4 separate regions of the Mus musculus genome follow, and all the other regions are linked to region 3. Evidence: chromatin contacts called from public HiChIP or PLAC-seq data. All regions are on one chromosome and are shown on one strand. The core of a region is the stretch at or near the end of the contact, and the rest is flanking DNA. Distances in the headings are between cores, read along the strand shown. Region 1 overlaps Baiap2 (brain-specific angiogenesis inhibitor 1-associated protein 2). Region 2 overlaps Rptor (regulatory associated protein of MTOR, complex 1). Region 3 has its middle 5.8 kb from the start of Gm39484. Region 4 overlaps Tbc1d16 (TBC1 domain family, member 16).

The links. HiChIP or PLAC-seq counts read pairs in DNA pulled down with a chosen protein or histone mark.
Region 1: a contact with region 3 is called in an HNF4G HiChIP or PLAC-seq map of pancreatic cancer cells. The contact joins two enhancer-like sites. A contact is called at or near these places in 1 of 15 datasets of contacts at CTCF or cohesin (large pre-B cells), 14 of 484 Hi-C or Micro-C datasets (the G1E-ER4 cell line, the MNK3 cell line, bone marrow-derived macrophages and 9 more), 5 of 115 datasets of contacts at active chromatin or transcription factors (embryonic basal ganglia, large pre-B cells, pancreatic cancer cells and 1 more) and 2 of 9 other capture datasets (adipose tissue and liver).
Region 2: a contact with region 3 is called in an H3K27ac HiChIP or PLAC-seq map of the NIH/3T3 cell line, with 6 times the contacts expected there. The contact joins two enhancer-like sites. A contact is called at or near these places in 3 of 39 promoter capture datasets (the C10 cell line, liver and pre-B cells), 8 of 484 Hi-C or Micro-C datasets (the HPC-7 cell line, bone marrow-derived macrophages, cerebellar granule neurons and 5 more), 23 of 115 datasets of contacts at active chromatin or transcription factors (the NIH/3T3 cell line, SST interneurons, T-cell acute lymphoblastic leukemia and 18 more) and 4 of 9 other capture datasets (adipose tissue, embryonic stem cells, liver and 1 more).
Region 4: a contact with region 3 is called in an HNF4G HiChIP or PLAC-seq map of pancreatic cancer cells. The contact joins two enhancer-like sites. A contact is called at or near these places in 1 of 484 Hi-C or Micro-C datasets (cerebellum) and 1 of 115 datasets of contacts at active chromatin or transcription factors (pancreatic cancer cells).

What each region holds. Positions count from the first base shown.
Region 1 is chr11:119,974,828-119,977,754 of GRCm38.p6, forward strand. The region is part of intron 3 of Baiap2 (brain-specific angiogenesis inhibitor 1-associated protein 2); the gene reads left to right. Among named protein-coding and RNA genes, the nearest start is that of Gm11767, 33 kb to the left of the region's middle. Within about 2 kb of position 1,529, at least 111 of the 459 cell types and tissues checked have an H3K27ac peak or open chromatin away from gene starts, as enhancers often do. A contact at or near this core is called in pancreatic cancer cells, where this site is marked.
Region 2 is chr11:119,861,765-119,864,934 of GRCm38.p6, forward strand. All of the region lies in intron 20 of Rptor (regulatory associated protein of MTOR, complex 1), which reads left to right. Among named protein-coding and RNA genes, the nearest start is that of Rptoros, 29 kb to the left of the region's middle. Within about 2 kb of position 1,742, at least 167 of the 459 cell types and tissues checked have an H3K27ac peak or open chromatin away from gene starts, as enhancers often do. A contact at or near this core is called in the NIH/3T3 cell line, SST interneurons, cerebral cortex and 4 more, where this site is marked.
Region 3 is chr11:119,515,696-119,519,013 of GRCm38.p6, forward strand. No RefSeq gene overlaps it. Among named protein-coding and RNA genes, the nearest start is that of Gm39484, 5.8 kb to the right of the region's middle. Within about 2 kb of position 1,481, at least 70 of the 459 cell types and tissues checked have an H3K27ac peak or open chromatin away from gene starts, as enhancers often do. A contact at or near this core is called in the NIH/3T3 cell line, SST interneurons, cerebellum and 5 more, where this site is marked.
Region 4 is chr11:119,213,767-119,217,142 of GRCm38.p6, forward strand. All of the region lies in intron 1 of Tbc1d16 (TBC1 domain family, member 16), which reads right to left. Among named protein-coding and RNA genes, the nearest start is that of Tbc1d16, 13 kb to the right of the region's middle. Within about 2 kb of position 1,390, at least 191 of the 459 cell types and tissues checked have an H3K27ac peak or open chromatin away from gene starts, as enhancers often do. A contact at or near this core is called in cerebellum and pancreatic cancer cells, where this site is marked.

The DNA.
Region 1 (2,927 bases), core at 279-2,778, 460 kb after region 3:
GCTGTCACGAACCCACAAACAGTTGTGCTGCACAAGTTATAGTCATCTGAGAGGAGAGTACTTGATTGAGAAATGTTCTGGGGAGCAGTTTGTTTAGATTAGGGATTGATAAGGGAGGGCCTAACCCGTTGTGGGTGGTGATGGTCAAGGTTCTATAAGAAATCAGACTGGCCAAGCTATGAAGAGCAAGTCAAAAAGTAACACTCCTCCACGGCCTCTGCATCAAGTCCTGCCTCCAGGTTCCTGCTTGCTTTAGTTTCTGTCCTGACTTGATAATGAACTCAGGGTTAGACTTCCTTCGATGATGTAGAAGTGTAAGCCAGAGTAACCCAGAACTGCATTTGGGCATGATGCCTCATCACAGCAATAGTGACACTACAGAGGACAGAAGTTGGTACCAGGAGTTGGGGCTTAGAGTAACAGAAAGTATAGAATGAACTATATATACGTGTGTGTGTGTGTGTGTGTGTGTGTGTGTGTGTGTGTGTGTGTGTGTGTATGTATGTATGTGTATATATATATAGGAGGTCCTGAATCCAACAGTTGATCAGTCTACAAAGCTGGATATACTGGATATATCAGCTCTCAGATATACATATCTGAGAGATGGTCTGCAGTATGCACCAGAATAACCGAAGATGTCAGTGAAGGAAATGACTTGCCATCGAGAGAAAGCAGGCAAACAGCCTAGGTACATGGTCTCTCCACCCATGGAGTATTGTGTGTGGAAAGGGAGTCTGCTGGGTGTGGTAGTGCACACCTGTGGTCCCAGTACTCAGGAGGCAGAAGCAGGAGGCTCAGGAGTTCAAGGCTCTCTAAAGCTATGTAATGAGTTTGACCCTTAGGCTAGCCTGAAATACTCGAGATCCTATCTCAGAAAAACAAACAAAACAAAAACAAAAAGGAGGGGGGGGGGGGCTCTAGCCTCTGCTGCAGCACAGATGGACATCGTAAATGTACCTCAGTCCCTGTGCTTCCCCCCAAGAAGGGTTACATTTCCACGTGGACCGAATTGCACACTAACCCTCCAAATGTGAAGCCAAGTTACTAATAGCACCAGAAATCTTTAAAACTGAGACGTTAGGGTGAAATGCAGTGTGACTCACTGGTGGCTGACCTTTCAGCGACTTGACTCACTGTAAGTTGGTAGAAGTTGAGGAGGGCGTGGTCTCCTGGTATGTTTCTCTGTGTTTTTATACTTTTGTCCCAAATGTCACATATTGTCTCTGGGACCCACGTGTACTTTGTGGGGGAGGGTCTCTTCCTATTAGTTCCCAAATATTCTGGGGCCTGGAACTCTCCTGGTCCCAGCCCCATCCTCACCCTCCTGAGTTAAGGCTTTTTTCACTCTGATGGGCTAAGGCTGACTCACTGCCTTGGTGTGCCTAGGGCTTCTGCCCCTCCCTCCAGGATCTCTCATGTCAGCTCCCTGGGATGGGCCACCTACTGCCAGTCACCCCTGTTGATACTCCACTCCCTGGAGAGGCTCATCAGGTGGCAGCTGTCTGCAAAGATTTACCCTCCCTCATTCACTGTTTGCTCTGGCACACTGGGCCTTCTTTCCCAATCTGATCCGGTTTTTCAAGTTTAGGGTCCACCTGGGCTGTGGCCTAAGAGCTCTAGGTCCCCAGGGTATGGGTGGATTTGGCCCTGGCAGAGGCTGGTTAAAAGCCTCTTCCTGGGGCTAGAGAGACAGCTCAGTGGTTAAGAGTGCATGCTGTTGTTACAGAAGACCCAAGTTTGGTTGGGTGGCACCCATGTCAGCAGCAAACAGCTGCCTATAACTCTCCTTAAGGGGATCTGACGACCTCTTCTGGCCTCCAAGAGTACCTACACTCATGTGCACAAACACCATAAATAAAAATAAAAACCGTAAGGTGGTGATGGCACACACCTTTAATCCCTGAACTTGGGAAGCCTAGGCAGGCGGATCTCCAAGTTCGAAGCCAGCCTCTATAAAGCGAGCTCCAGGACAGGCTGGGCTTTTACACAAAGAAACACTGTCTCAAAAAAAACAAAAATAAATAAGTTAATTAATTAATATCTTTTTTTAAATAAAATGAAGTAAGGCTTTTCTGTCAGCACAGTACACCTGGGAGGATCTTCCAAGAGAAGGAGAAGGTGGGAGGCCATGGAGCCCGCCACGAGGGCCCAACCTCTCCTCGGCACCTGCTGGCCAGTGAACAAGTCAGTGCCCCTGGCCAGAGGTCCCCTCATCTGCAGAGGGGGTGCTCAGGGTGGGTAGGTGTACCAGTCTTCTCCTGCATGCTGTGGCCATGGCCCCCCAGGGGTTTAGTACTTGCGGCTGTGCACGCCCAAGCTCCGCTGCACATGTCTTCCTGCAGCTGCTTGTAAAATGCAGTTTAAAACTTCATCATGTGGGCTGATCCTGCGCAGCACCAGCTTGCAGCCAGCCCAGAACTCCACGTGCGTGCACTCACACACAGACACATACACACCCTGTTCTGTGCCTTTGTCTCAGTGTGCTCCCCTCCCCCCATCTCCCCGTATATACCCATAAGGTCTGGGGACAGGCTACGCAGCGGGGGCTCTGAGTTGAGCCACACACTGTGCTCTGTGTCTGAGGGTTGACACAGCCCATGTGGAATGGTAACTGTTGTCCTGTGGGGTCTGACACCCATCACCTGAACAAAAATCTGTGAGAAACTTGGTACACCCTTGGGCATCACTGCCTGATTATACCAGTTTCTACTCTTCTTGAGTTGGCATGTGCTGCTTTTGTGGGTAGGGGAATGTTTTCTGTTCAGTCTTGACATTGACTTATAATTCTGGGCCTAAAGAATGTGGTCAGAGAGCACCAACCTATAGAGAGACTTCTAGCTAAGTGCATAGTTTGTCTGGTCGCTGCTGCCCCATCCCTCCTCTTGTAGACCCTGTAGCCTTCTGAGAGTTGGTTGTATGGCATT
Region 2 (3,170 bases), core at 492-2,991, 350 kb after region 3:
CCCTCACCCTCACCCTCACCCTCACCCCCACCCCCACCCCCACCCCCACCCCCACCCCCACCCCCACCCCCACCCTCACCCTCTGTGCCAGCCCAGAGCCCTGATCCTGTGTTCGTTCCTGCGGGAGCCAGCAACCCCAGAGCCTAAGCCTGGGAGACTGGAGTGGGTCAGGGCTGAAACCCCAAGCTCCTGCCTCACTCAGACAGGGGCAGGATGACTCCAGGGAGAAGACATTGGCCAAGAGCCCCTGTGAGGACTGCTCAGTCAGCATTAAGGTGACAGACAGCCATTAGCCACCTCTGTTCTTCCCTATTTTCCTCTTGTTGAGGAGTCAGGAAGCACGGCGAGCCTTTTCATCCCGGCATAGTAGTGACCTGGTGAGGCCCTGAGTGTGCACCAAGGGGCAGAGGCTACACATGTGTCTGCCCTAACTGAGAGAAATCCAGCAGGGACTTGCTGGAGAGAGTTAATGCTAGGAATGTAGCTCAGTGGGGGAGTGCTCACCTATCACACACAGTCCCTGCTGTGGTGACCAAAGCTTAGTGGGTCATACGAGGATGCTGAGGGTCAACTACAAAGACCATGCAGATGTTCCAGGGTCACTGGAGATAGGAGGCCAGAGCAGTGGGTCAGTATAACACCCCCCAAAGGTTCTATACATTAGGCCGACAGCTTAGACTCAGAAGGGAAGGTATAACTAGATTTACTCTGAAGCACCATGACAGGCGCACAAGGAAGAACAAATACAATGGCCACATACACACGCAGCCACCACCACCCACCACCGCCAGCCACTGCCACCACTCCCCCAGCCCTGGGACCTGTGTTTCTAAAGACTGGCAGAAGTCTTGGCCATTTCCAGATCATCAGAGGACCTGACCTCACTCTGCCAGCTCTTCAAGCCCTAGATGAGGACTCGCAGCCTCGTGTCTATACAGTCCTTTCCCAATAAGGCTCTGAGGTTCAGAAACAGCTGCAGAGCTCTGAGAGACTGCACTTCACCACATGCTATTCAGAAAGCTGTGGCCACTGCTCTGAAAATCAATCCTAGAACATCACGGTCTTTTATTACTTCTAGTCTAGACATGAAAATAGATCCTTAGCCCTTCTAGAGCTTAGCAAGTAGCAAGTTGCCGGCCAGGCCCAGTTCCTGCCTCTGCTTTGAGGCAGAACCCAGTGTCCTTACCTCAGTCCCATGGGCCCTGATCCGTGTGTGAGGGTGGCAGGTTGTATTTTGGAGATGTTAAGACAGGGCAGTTGATTTGGCAAGGAGCCAGGGAGAATCACTCCTGGCAAATCAGGGCTGATGTGAAATCAAGAGGTAATTTGTAACCACAGCTTCCCTTTCCACTAAAACAACTGTGCCTCCCATCCCAGTCAGAGGGTGGTAAAGCTTAGAGTTGTGTTCTCTGCTACGGTGTCACACAGAGCTCAACATCCACAGTCAGCCCAGTCATTGAAATAGGCTTTAAACTACACAGTAATATTTACAAGTGTCTCCCTTTCTCCATGTCCTGCACATTGTTAGACTTTTCTGGCAGTGTTCTGTGGGGTTCCTGATTCTAAAGGACTCCCCAGAGTTCTTTATTCTGTATCTGCCACCCCAGCCCATGAGGCCACAGGGGCTTTAGGACTCCACCTGTGACTACCTACTCTGTTCAGTGTCTGCTGAGTTTGGTCAGTAAGCTGAGGGAGGGAGGGAGGGCCTGAGCCCTCATTAGTCACGCACCAGCCCCTCCCCAGTCTGTGACGTCAGTCCGTCCGACATCTGAGTAACACGGTTCACCAGAAGCTTCGAGATAGATCCCTTACAGCTTGGTGCCACGTGGCAACTGAGCTTTGCAGGAAGCAGCGTGTCACTCCCCAGGAGGATGCCTGAGAGTACCAGAGGTAGCTGTGTGAGCACTTGCTGTCGCTTAGAGAGGCGCTGCCAACTCCATCTGAGTGGCCAGTTCCCTGTCTCTCAGGGGAAACTGAAAGCAGAACATGTGGCCCTGTCTCTAGAGTACACTGGAAGCCACCTCCTTCTCCTCTCCTCAGCTGCTGCTTAGCAACTCCATACCTCAGAGCTGGAAATCGGATCTGAGGACATTTCACCCAGAGAGATTCTAAGCTGATTGTACTAGTTTTCTTAGACTTTACTTGTAAATCTAGCCCAGTGTTTGGAACTGTAGAGTTTTAAGTTGAAATGTCAGTCCTCTACTTCTGAGTTGTAGCCACATGAGAGAGCACGGAGTGAGAAGGCTGCTTTCTTTGGATTTTCCTGCCACTGTGCAACCCAAGCTACATTCCTCCACCACATCCAGGCTTATCACAGGCCTAGGTCTCCTGGCACATGTGCCTTCCTACTTACTGCTTCCTGGGCTCACTGGAGGCTTAGAACTACTGACATCGAGTCTTTGCAGTCCTGTGTTGTCGCCTTATAGAGATGCCTGTCTCAGCTGGACACATGGCGTAATGGTTAGGAGCTCTCAGTGCTCTTGCGGGAGATGTGGGTTCCGTTCTCAGCACCTCTGATGCATAACTCCAGGTCCAGGGATCCTCCTTTGACTTCACTCGGTTCTTACATGCACATGGTGCTCATACAGACCTTCACACACACACACCACACATACCACACACACACCATACATACCACACACACACACCACATACACACACACCATTTTTTTAAATTAAATAATTATTTTTTAAATTCCTGTCTTAAGACTTAGCCCCTCAGTGACAGGCAGAAATGCCTTACTCAGCTCAAAAGAGAAGCTCTGTATTCAGGAGCTGAGGTGCAGCCCACTTGACCTCGGCACCCTCTTAGTGAGTGGGTATACATAGCTGCCATGGCTCAGGCTTTGCCCTACACAGCCCAGGATTAATGGAAGGGAAGTTGGATTCACTTCCCATCTATAGATGAGCACGCAAGTCAGCAGTCATTAGAGAGTGGACAAGCAGAGCTCAACAAGTAACAAAGTACATGTAGAGAGGGCAGTGGCCACAGCTGTGCATCCCACATAAACTGTACATCTGGCCATGCTGTCATCTAGGAACCTAGAACGAGGGAGGAGATATGCGTGGGAAACTAGGTGGTATTCTCTAAACAACAAAGTTATCCGAGTGCAGACCATTTTTTAGCCATTTTCCTTTAGAAAGCCCTGTCATCAAAAGATGAGACCTGC
Region 3 (3,318 bases), core at 231-2,730:
GAGGTGCTGTGGCCCACAGAGGTCCTGTCTCACGTCTGGCTCCTCTTCCATTACCCTCTTCCTGAGGCTGAAGAAGTAGGTTTGGCTTTCAGACATCCTTGGCAGGGATGAGGCTAAGGGCTCTTTTTCCCAGTCTAGGCCTGGAAACCAACTTGGTATGTATATCCTAGAAATGCCATTGGATCCAGGACCTGCCTGTCCTCACTGTGCAAAAAAACGCCTCTGGCCACAGCCCCTGCCCTGATGGGACGGGCCCAGGTTGATTGGGCACTGGGCCGACTATGTTTCAGGCACCGCTGTGCATTGAGGCATCTGCTGCCACCATCTCCGGGCAGATGGCTTCCAGTGAGCTAAGTGTGTGCGGGGGAAGGGGTGCCATAGGAACCCCTTCCCGCAGGGAGCTTGGGGGCGGGAGAGGCAGGCACCCGCTAGAGCGAGCAGGGAGCAGACCACATCTGAAGGAGAGGCTGGGACCACACGAGTTCTGAGTGGGGTAAAGCCAATGAGTTTGTGGAGTCCCTGCCCATCCTCGGAAGAGAGGTGAGGTATCTCATGGAGCAGGGTTAGCCTTTCCCAGCAAACCTGGCTGGGTGGTCTTGGGTGACTTCTTTCTTTCAGGTTCCCAATGCCTGACAGAAAACCATCCTCAGACATCTGCCAGCTCCCAAACTTGAAGCTTCAGTAGGATGAGGGTGTCACCAGCACACAGACACTTGTCTGTTAGGGGGTGGTACAGTGAAGACACACTGGCACACCCTACCAGGCTCACCCAAGGCTCCCTGAGGGCTAGTCTTTGTGCTGTGTTAGTTGAGGTCACGGTGCTGGGCAGGGTTCTTTACCAACTGTCCCTAGCCACACCGGCAGCAACTGGAACCACAGGGGCGAGGGGCTGCCCAGTCTTCTGGCCAGGACACTAGCTGGGGTCAGAAATCCACTTCTCTCCCGGCTATCCCCAAAGCCATGTCTACTGCACTCAGGACTTACAGAAGAGCCAGGAACCTCAGTTCTCAAGGAAGAGGTAAACAGAATCCATCCTGGAGAGTTATGGTAAGGCAGGTCCTCCAGGGGCATTACGGAGGAACTGTGGGAAAGTTGTCAAGGAAAGAGCAGGGCGCCAGCCAGCAGCCTTGCCAGCGTGTCCATCAGGTGCCCCAGGTCCGAAGGCCTGCAGCCAGAGCTTGTGTGCTTGAGGCGGCTCTCTTCATTCCTACAACCACCTTGTAATGGTTTATGTCTGTTACCTCTAAGACTGGGCTGAGGCAAGACTGAGGAGGTCTGGGTGGCACCTGGGCCCGAGCTTCCCGATGCAAGGCGGGGGTGGGGAGCTGGTCTGCCCCATGCCATCCCTAGCATGTGGACCTGTGAAGACTCTGTGTTCTATAGAGATGCTGACTAGTACCTCAGACGTCCAGAGAGGGCAGCATGTGGGCCTCCCCTTCCTCCCCTTCCCTCTAGGCCTAAGGAGGCTGCTCCTAGCTGGCCGAATACTCTCCCGCTCATACCAAATGCCTCCTCCTGCCATGACTCAGCCCGGCTGTTACTCAGCCTCCCTTCTGCTGGCAGCTGCCTTTTGTTTTTTGGATTTGAGTTTGTTTGGGGGTTTTGTTTTGTTTCTCCCCCCTTCCCCCAAGTGTAATACTGGCACTGAGCCAAGGCAGGGTGTCTCTCACAGCTCTGGCCTCTGCCTATGCAGGATCAGGAGTGGCTCTCCGGGTCACGAAGGCTAAAGGCAGAAAATGGTCAAACCCTGGGTCTAGTCATCTGGGCACTAGGGACTTGGTCACCTCCAGAGAAAATTCAGGCCCCACCCCAGTCCCACCATTGGTTCAGCCAGATTCTACAGTTTCTGGGGTATCCATCCATCCAAAACCAGCCTTCCCAGTCCATAGCAGAATGGACAGATGAGAGATGAGGCGCTGTGACCCTAGGATCCAACATGCCCTCGATGTCGTAGTGTGAATATCCAGAGATCAGAGGCTCTCTTGGAAAAGGAAAGGCCCAAAGTTCCAGCTTTCATAGAGCAAACGGTGTGTCCTGGAGAGTTGTCATGCCCATGGCTGCCCTGGGGAGCTAATGAAGGCAGCCTAGCCCCAAGGTTTCTCTGTCCTTAGGAGGCACCATGCCAGGCAAGGTGGCCCTGACAGGGATGATTCTGTCCTGGGACTGGGCCCACAAACAGAATGGACAGACAAGAGATGAGGCACTTGAGCTAGAGACCCAGTCTCTTGAAGTGGGATTGGCATCTCCTTTAAGGGTGACGGCCACTAGGTGAGGCGGGAGCAGTGAGAAATGACATCACATTTCTGTTTCGACTCTGAATCTGGAAGGTTCACCGAGGAGAGCATTTGCATTTAGGAAGGAGGGACTGGCTTGAACCTGAGGGAACTTGAAGAGGAGAAGGGATTTGCAATGGGTATCAAGAGACTTGCTGCTGCTCTTGTGGCCTCAGAGAATGGCCTGCTGGGAGGAGGGCTGAAAGACTTTTGCCTCCTGGACAGAGATCCAAGGTTTCAAGGTGCAGAAAGAGCTAGAGCCCTGGTGAATGGTGCCTTTGTGGTACCTCATGGGAGAGTTAGGTAACGGCAAACTGACATGGGGGTTCAGATAACCATGGGAGACAGTTCCACAGTGGAATAAGCCAGCTCTGCCCAGCCCAAACCTTTCTTGCCACCTGCAGTGTCTTCCCAGCCCTTCCCTCCTCTGCTACTCTGTGTCCATGTCTCATGCAAGGGGTTGGATGGCAGCCTCAGAAAGATGTATCTGCCTAGAACTGGGGCCTTACACAGATAAGAGTTCACAGATGCCACCAACTTACATGCCTCAAATACATGTTTCCCATCCATGGGCATGGACCCAGTCAGTGTTCCACATTTGCTGACCTTAAAAACCAGGGCACTCTGCCCCATTGCTTCAGTGATGGTCTGATAGGTGGGTAGCCAAGCAGTGGGGCCAATTCAGCAAACCCCACTGTAGCTGCAAGGAAGTCAGGGAAGAAGGGTTCCCATACATGCCTACTGAAGAAAGACAAGACCATTCGCTATCAAAGTAGCTGCCACCTTCTCAAAAAAAGGAGAAAAGATGCCAGGTGTAATGTACCCAGTTTTAGTCTCGGCACTCAGAGGCAGATGCGGGTGATCTCTGTGAATTCAGAGTTGGCCTGGTCTATGTGGTGAGACCCTGTCTCAAAAATAGGGGGGGGGAGATTTGAGAGCAACACAGAGGCCCTGGGAAGGAAGGCAGGGGCTGCACTGGAACCCATACTCATGAGCCAAGGACGCTGATGGACACCAGCCCCACAGAAGCTAAAGCAAGGCCCAA
Region 4 (3,376 bases), core at 140-2,639, 300 kb before region 3:
AACCGAGCAAGTCAGGAGGAGCCAGCCAGGAAGCATTTGCTGCCCTGACTTTGAAAGGTGTGTGGAAGTGGAAATTAACCCTTTCCTTTTTGGTCATGGTCTTCGACACAGAAAGAGAGCGGACTAGGACTGTTGGACCCTGTGCTGGGCACCACCTTACCGGTGTTTGCCACGAACCGCCTACTCTGAAGGACAGAAGTCCCCCGTTTACTTCTAAATGGATGGGAGCCTGTCTCTGCGACTCCTGACTTCTTTTCATGTTCCCGGAATTCTCCTCAAGCCACAAACCGCGCAGTTCATCTTTTATCTTGCTTTTTCTTATATCTTTAATGTTCAAAGAGCCACTTTTCATCTATCATATATCTACCTGGCAAAGCCTGGGAGCTGACTGTCCTCCAGTTTAGAGTGTACATGTATAGCGGTTTTATTACTGTGAATGTTTTTATGGGTGAATGATAAAAAGGGGCAAATCAACGATAACTTCATAATGCTGAGATATTTGGGGCCCTTAGCTGTGGCCCTGGACCTACACGTTCCATGTTCTCATCGGTGCCCTTCAGACATATCCATGCTGCACACCTGAGGAACACGTATGCATTCACACATAGGATCCAGGGATCTCACTACCACCGCTCCAATGGTTCAAGTCGTCACAGGCGCAGTTCAGGGAGAGGCAGGGGGTCAGGAGCTCCACTAGCCTCCTCTCTACACCGTCACCACCACCATATGAATAAACCCATGAATGACGCATAACAACACACAACCCATCTCCAATCAGAAACAGCAGGACTCTGGGAGACTGTTACCCAGCCCAGAAGTTCTCGCCGGGTGCATATGGCCTTACCCTTCTGCAAACCACAGCTTGTTTCCAAAGCCTTGAGAGTGAGCCTCCTGCAAGCAGCCTCCTCCCCTAGATACAGGCTCTGAGACTTCACCAGGAACCCCAGGCACACACACCCTGCTTCTGCTGCTATGGGAAGTGACTGAAGCTATTTAGAACTCCAGGTCCACCCCAGGGCTCTTCCCTAACCAGCTAGGGCCAGAGCTTGCCCAGGGAAGGGGTGAGCTGGGTTTGTGGGGAGGGAGGGGCTGTGGGGAGGGGGCAGTGGGGAGGGAGGGGCTGTGGGGAGGGGGCAGTGGGGAGGGAGGGGCTGTGGGGAGGGGGCAGTGGGGGGGGAGGGGCTGTGGGGAGGGGGCAGTGGGGAGGGAGGGGCTGTGGGGAGGGGGCAGTGGGGAGGGAGGGGCTGTGAGGATTGTTCCCTTGCCCTCTCTGAGTGTCTCTTCCCAGCTCCCTGCTCACACCAAGGCTTCTGCTGTGTTGGCTGCCATACCTGCCACCCTGTGGTGAGGAGAGCAAATGAGAGGCACAGCAGCCAGCAAAGCCCTGCCTAGGTCCTGTCTCTGGGGTTCTGGCTCTGACAGTAATTTTCTGCTCAGGGCCCATAAGTCATCCCTAACCCCAGCTGGGGAAAACTGCTGGCAGGAACCCAGAGAAAGAGAGCTGAGCAGGGCAGGCAACACTCAGCAGCCTGGGTGGCCAGCACCACACCAGGGCCAGTCTGGACAGAATGGCAGTCCTCAATCAACACTGCGGGTGGGGGTCTCCAACCTCTCTGTATGTGCAGGGAGCCCCCAAGACCTAGCTCTGCGGCACACAGGTCACGAATACCGGAGGCACACACGCGCTGCGTGCCGCACACACCACACCCCCAGAGCTCTTATCTGTTCTGATCCCTCTCCAGCTGCACAAATAAAGACACGTCAGCTGCCCAGGTTTCCAGCTCCGCCTCGAAACGCTTGCTGGACACCGTGAGCATGAAGAGTGGGGGTTGGGGAGCTCCCCACTCAGCAGCCCAGCGTTCGTCTGTCCAAGCGGCACTGGGTGATCAGAGCTAGTGTTCCCGGGCTGTCTCCAAGCACACTGTAGACTCTGTAGGGTACTTGTGCAGCTGGGCAGCCATGTCTCACAGTGCAGCCCTCCTTACCCAAGCTCTGGCTTCTCGCCACAGCCCCTACTGTCATGGCAAACCCTGCCTGTCCCATAAACAGGGCTTGGTTGGGTATCTATCCTCTATTGTCCCTTGGTGTGTCCTCCCAAGCCAGGGACCAGACAGAGGCTGATCTGTGATGTCATAGGCTCCTCTACACAAACAAGAAAGCAGGGACAAAGAACAGCCTCCGGTCTTTGGTGATCTAGAGGCCCTCTGGGAAAACTAGGACCCTATCCATAATTGAATTATTCCCTTGGACGCCAAGGTCAAGTCACCCTGGCTCCCCACCTCTTCAGGATGCAGCTGTTCCCTGCTAAAGGGGCCCTCATAGATCTGAGCTTCCTACTGCTGTGGCAGTGGCTGACGGAACTGGGGGTGGGGTCAAGTGAGCCCTTCTTCCCACCTGCCTTTCCTGTCATCGGAGAGCAGGCCCACTGGAGGTTAGGGGCAAAGGTTCTGTCCACCACACAGTCCCAATCCCTCCTCCCCAAGTCCACCAGCCTAAAACAGCCTACAGGATCCACCAGCATCCTGTGCCCTGGCCTCTTACCCATTTGTCACGGGGAAGCCTGCCAGGTGGCAGCAGGGCAGGAACATGGCAGCAGGCCAGCAGGAGTCAGAGTGGGTTAGCACGCAGCCTCACATTATATTTCCAGGATCCTGGTCAGACACCGAGCTCCTCCACATATCACGTGTGCTCAGTTCCACAAGTAGAGGGGTGCGGGAAGACTCCAGAGGGAGTCCCCAACAGGAGCACCAAGTCCCCAAGGCAGGGGTGAACCTACGGTTGGTGTCTGATGTTGCAAGAGAGCAGTGCCAGGGTCTCCACTCAGCCCTAATGGCCAAAGGGTATAAAAACAGAGAGGAGCATGGGAAGAGAGAGAAGGGTGGGCAGCAAGTCTGGGAGCTGGCTGGGTGGGATTTCAGTAAGAAGCAGGTGCAAGAAGGGAGGAGCAGGTGGAACTCGGGCTTCAGCCTGCGGCCAATTCTGCAGTGGTCACTGAACCCTGAGAGCAAGCTCAAGCCCTGAGACCTAAGCTTAGAAATGGTTAAGGTGGTAAAGTCTGCTATCTAAGGGGAGGGGGGGAGTTATACAACTACAAACAGTTCTTTCTGGATGTTCTCATTTTTTTTTCTAAAAACCTGAAATTGTTTTTAAAAATACATAGCTTAGGCCTGGGAAATGGCTCGGTGGGTTAAGGCGTTTGTCAGGCAAAGCCTGACGCCATGAGCTCAGAGCACCAGAACTCACTTAAGAAGACAAGAGACAGAACCTCCCAGAACTCTCAAACCAAACAGCCTTGGGTATGCAACGCAGCAGGAACAGGAGAGGATGTGCCTCAGTGAAGTGGAAGACAAGACCAACACTGCAGGTGTCCTCTGAC